Linked DNA regions of Callithrix jacchus: region 1 is linked to region 2. A link is a contact called in public Hi-C data. All regions are on one chromosome and are shown on one strand. Each heading gives the region's core, a stretch centred on a gene start, on an enhancer-like site or on the middle of the called end of the contact. The rest is flanking DNA. Distances are from core to core; before and after follow the strand shown.

The links. A called contact is a pair of places that touch in the nucleus more often than the background predicts.
Region 1: a Hi-C map of skeletal muscle shows a contact between it and region 2, with 3 times the contacts expected there. The contact joins the enhancer-like site here to the promoter of CEP295 in region 2. A contact is called at or near these places in 3 of 3 Hi-C or Micro-C datasets (induced pluripotent stem cells and skeletal muscle).

The regions. Positions count from the first base shown.
Region 1 is chr10:46,869,583-46,872,282 of calJac240_pri, forward strand. All of the region lies in intron 14 of DEUP1 (deuterosome assembly protein 1), which reads right to left. All of the region lies in intron 2 of LOC103796120, which reads left to right. Among named protein-coding and RNA genes, the nearest start is that of DEUP1, 130 kb to the right of the region's middle. Within about 2 kb of position 1,444, at least 2 of the 16 cell types and tissues checked have an H3K27ac peak or open chromatin away from gene starts, as enhancers often do. A contact at or near this core is called in skeletal muscle, where this site is marked.
Region 2 is chr10:46,692,428-46,695,127 of calJac240_pri, forward strand. It overlaps CEP295 (centrosomal protein 295), which reads right to left and starts at 1,322. Exons shown (of 28, transcript XM_078339946.1): 1 at 1,214-1,322.

The DNA.
Region 1 (2,700 bases), core at 194-2,693, 180 kb after region 2:
ATCAGGTTTCACCTGAATAATTCATTGCCATCTTCACTGATTTCCCTGTCTCAGGCCTTTCATAGCTTCAGTCAGTTGTCCATACAGAGTTCTTTTAAAATGTAAGCAGCACCCTCCTGTGGCCCATCTCACCCTCCGCTGCTCCTCCTCTGACCCCTCAGCACTCCCTTTGCCTTCTCCGGCCTTGCTGGCCCCTGTGTGCTTCTCAGACGTGCAAGGATGGCCTGCCTGAGGGCCTGAGCCCGGGTCCTGCCCTGCCTGGAAGATCTTCCCAGGAATCTGCACAGGTCCCTTCATCTGGTCCACTGTCACTTTCTCATGAAGCTTTCCCTGTTCAGTTATTCTAAATTTGCAGCCTCTGTGCCTCCAGCAGCACATAGCATCCTCTGACACATGCTCTATCCATTTGTTATTTTTCTGTCTCTCCACACTCCCTGTGAATGAAGACCGCTTCATTACCTGAAGGGAACATTTTTACCTGTTTTGTTCATAGCTGCATCCTCAACATTGTCCCCTGACATATAGGGGATGGTTAAAAAATATTTGAATGATAGATACTTTTATCTTTGTTTGACAGTAGAGTAATTGAGGGTCTTAAGAGGTTAAGTTACTTGCCCAGGATCACAGACCCTAGAATTGCCAAGATGGGACTGGTACCCTGACATGCACTTAACTTACCATGTGCTGCTTTTTCTTGTTAAGTAAGGACAATAATACATAACACAGTTACTTTGAGGATGAAATGAATAATGCACAGAAAAGCACTTTGTAAATCCAAGTGTGCCCCCAAACATGTCTTATCTATTTTATTGAGAACTCTGGCTTTTCATGTCTCTGTCATTCGACAACCCACTCAAAAGTTCTTTTGTGTTCCTGGATTTTTATTTGGGAGTAGCTGATACTGCTGCCACTGCCACCAAATAACATTTTCTTCTTTTTTCTGCCCTCGGTGTGAGGAGTGTGTGTGTGTGTGTGTGTGTGTGTGTGTGTGTGTGTGTGTGTATCTTTTATCTGTCTGTAGCTGTGATCCCTTCTCCCCCCACAAACTCACTGGCCTTCAGGTTGAGAGCTTTCCTGACCCCTGTGGCCTGTTGGTAGCAGGGAGCAGTGGAGCTGGCACCTGTGTGGCTATAATTGTTGTTGTATATGTTCCTGGGGAAGACACTTACGCTATCAGCAGGTGCTTCGCGGGTGTCAGGAGTCCTATCTTGCACAATTCTCCTGGCAGCCTGCTTGCCCCCTGCCCCCACTCTGCAGCAGACTGGAGTGAAGTGATCACAGACCCATTATGACTAAATACCAGGGACATAAAATGAAGCAAGCACACTTGATGAACCGCAGAGCTACTGCTCTCAAGTGCAGAATTTATGTCTCCCTGAATCTAGGGCAGCGTCCCTGGGCTTACAGCGTAAAGCATAGAGCAGTTTGGCCCTTCTAATGCTTCATGTTGTAACGACACAGCTACAAGAAGGGATGGTGGAGCTTTCCCCATATATACCCTTCTTGTTTATTAATTTGCGTTCCTGATCTTGAAGTGGGAGAAGCATGAAGCCACTTAGCACCTTAAGCTGTTTTTTTTTCTGAAGACAGGAGAGCTTTGACATTTCAGAAAAGGAGAACAGCATTGAGAATAGGCTAGTGGTTGGCTGTCTGGGCCTAGTTACTGTTCTCACATGGGTTGTACTGTGGGATGTAATTGACATGTGCAGGGACTTAGCATGGACTCCAGGTCAGGTCATGCTGTTCTCAGCAGGCACCCCTTCAACAGCCTGTGACATCCTTGGCTCTCTCCATGCTATTGGCCCTGGGCAGTGTAGGGGTGGGTGGAGAGAGTTGGGCTTTTCTTGGGGGCCTTCAGAGCAGCCTGACCCACACTGAGAACTCAAGCAGGATGTGATGTATCTTTTAACCTAGAATGACTGCCCAGCTGACCTGCAGCAGCACCTTCCGGCATCAGGGCTAGCCTGATTATAAGCAACAAACATTACTTGCTGCCAAATGAGACATACCCAGAGGGCCTGTGTTCCTCTCACACTCCTCCCTGTGTCCTCAGCTTCCAGAGCTGACAGCCAGGAACCAGGCATGGACTCTTGATCTGCATCCCATTGGTCCACATGCCTTGTCGGGAATAGCCTGGGCTTCCAGAAGCAACTGCGTGGAGTGGGAGGAACACAGTTTCTGAGCCAGACAGAGCTTGATTGGAATCCCAGCTGCACTATTGGCTTTCTAACCACCTGGGGCCTGCTCTAAGCCTCTATTCCCTTTTCTGCAAAATGGGGATGAAGGCTGCTGTGAGGCTTGCGTGTTGTGGAGGGTTTCAATGCAGTCGCCTGACAGGTACTGAGCATTCAGGAAGTGGTAGGTAGCTGCTGTTCGTATTTGTCGGGTGGTTGGGAGGCACTGTGGGGTCACACAGAGAGGATAGGTGGGCTTTGAAATGAGGTCTAAGTTAAAATCCTCATTCAGTTGGTCATTCATTAAATATTTAATGAGTGCTTATTGCAGGTTTTATAGTGGAGTTGAGATTGTGCTTGTTCCCAGCAGTCTTTGGTCTTGGGCAACAGTGTACTTTACTGAATCTCAGTTTCATCATTTAAATGGGGGTAAAAATACCAATCTTGTATGATTGTGGTGGGAATGAAATAAGTATTTATAAATGGCAGCTAGCTAGTTTATTATTACATAATTTTCTATTCTAAC
Region 2 (2,700 bases), core at 72-2,571:
TTGTACGTAACCACTGTACAATGATCAAAATGTGAATATTAACGCTGGTACAGTAGTTTTTACTAATCTACAGACTATTCAATTTTTGTCAATTATCACACTAATGTATATTTTCTGGACCAGGATCCAATCCAAGGATAACACATTACATTTGTTGTTATGCAACTGTGGGTCACCTAAAAAGCAGATGCTACGATGGGATTTAACCTGCAAATATTTTATTAGGAGAAATGCGTGTGTGAGGGAAAATGGGGAAGGAGCTGATAAAAGTTACAAGCGGGCCGGGTGCGGTGGCTCAAGCCTGTAATCCCAGCACTTTGGGAGGCCGAGGTGGGTGGATCACGAGGTCAACAAATAGACCATCCTGGTCAACATGGTGAAACCCCGTCTCTACTAAAAAATACAAAAAATTAGCTGGGCACGGTGGCGCGTGCCTGTAATCCCAGCTACTCAGGAGGCTGAGGCAGGAGAATTGCCTGAACCCAGGAGGCGGAGGTTGCGGTGAGCCGAGATCGCGCCATTGCACCCTAGTCTGGGTAACAAGAGCGAAACTCCGTCTCAAAAAAAAAAAAAAAAAAGGTTACAAGCGGCCGGGCGCGTGGCTCACGCCTATAATCCACGCAATTTGGGAGGCCGAGGCGGGCGAATTAGGAGGTCAGAAGTTTGCTCTGACGACTACGTGACTTAGCGTGAAGTCGCCAAATACGCTATTAAAGACTCAAAAGTTCACCACTGTTTTAAAAGCTGAGTTTGTGACAGGATTGAACAACTGTGGGATTAAGATGGCAGATACCAAAAGAGAGCCCGCTCTTTGCATGACACGATTCCAGGCAATGCTCTTTTAACAGCTACCAGGTGGCAGGCCATGTCCGCACGAGTGACTTGGGGGAAGCGCCCCTTCCCCCGTCACTGAAGCTCCGGGCCTGGGGAGGCTGCGGGGTAAGCTCGCGCGAACCTACCACAGGGGAGTGCGCAAAAAAAGCCTCTCGTACAGAGGTGCCGGGTCTGGGTCGAACGCTCCTTAATTAGAGCCGCCAGCCCGACCGAGGGCAGGGTCTACGGACTGCGGAGCCTGAGAAACACCGGCCGTGTTGCGTTCGCGACACGGCGCCTTCCCAGGATCCTCTTCCTCCGGAGCACAATCCCAGCTCCCAGGCCTCAGGGAGTCGTGCTCATGCAGGGCGACTAAGAAGCCGGTGCGTCCATCACTCACCTGAGAACCCGGAACCTGGACACGGTAGCCGCAACTCAGCAAGCCAGCCTGGGAAGCTCCTGCCCATCAGCTGCCCAGCAGCCGTCTCTGCGCCTGCGGGAGAGCCATCGCTGAGCCGCCGTCACTTCCGTCATTCAAACCGCCTGCCAATGGCGGGACGAAACCGCGGGAACAGGTCCGATCCCGCCTCCCCCGGGGCCGCCGGGAAGGCCGCGCTGCGTTCAAGCCCCGCGCCACGCGCACGCGCACAGGCAAGCGCCAACCTGCGTAGAGGCCCATTATTTGTCACACCTGTCGGGCTTTGAAGCTTACGGCTTTGGGCCGCGCTCTGTGGCTCGCGCCTTTGTTTGTTTGTTTTTTGTTTTTTGAGTCGGAGTTTCGCTCGTTGCCCAAGCTGGAGTGCAATGGCGCGATCTCGGCTCACAGCAACCTCTGCCTCCAGGGTTCAAGCAATTCTCCTGCCTCAGCCTCCCGAGCAGCTGGGACTACAGGCGCACTACACCATGCCCAGCTATTTTTTGTATTTTTAGTAGAGACGAGGTTTCACCATGTTGACCAGGATGGTCTCGATTTCTTGACCTCGTGATCCACCCACCTTGGCCTCCCAAAGTGCTGGGATTACAGGCGTGAGCCACCGCACCCGGCCTGGCTCGTGCCTTTAATCCCAGCACTTTGGGAGGCCGAGGTGGGCCGATCAGTTGAGCCCAAGAGTTCGAGACCACCCTTGACAACATGGTGAAACCTCATAGTTACAAAAAATACAACAACAAAAATAAGCTGGGCGTGGTGGTGGGCGCCTATAATTCCAGCTACTCGGGAGGCTGGGGCAGGAGAATCGCTTGAACCCGGGAGGCGGAGGTTGCAGTGAGCCGAGATCGTGCCACTGTACTCCAGCCTGGGTGACAGAGCCAGAACCTGTCTCAAAAAAAAAAAAAAAAATTGCACAGAGCCACGAGGGTGACTTTCTTTTTAAGGCCCCATCATGGAGATATATATCTTGAGATATGCATCCTTTCTGTACTGACTACGGAATTCATTGGTACTATTAGGTGCATGTAATTTATATAGCTTTCATTTAAGGCCTCCAGCTCATAACAACAGTGAGCCGTAAGTTACCTTATGCCTCCAGAGGTCCAGCGCATGGAGAGCACCTCACGGATTTATCTACTGTAAATAACCAATAATCAGGTGGTGAGCACAGGTTAATATTTATTGAGTATCTGTTATATGCCGAGTACATTATATTAGGTGAAGGGGAGACAAGGGTGAGTGGATTATGATGCCTGTACTAGATTTTGCAGCCTGGGAGCGTGGGGGTTAAACATATCAGGAATCAAAGATTGACAGGATCAAATTTGGCTGCGCTGTGGAGAAAGCTCAGAGAGAGTGAAGACAGAAGGCCAGATACTACTGCAGGAAGTGAAAGATAATAGCGACGAGAATGGAGAGAAGTGGGTAGATTGACTAGGAAGCCAAACATCAGGAAT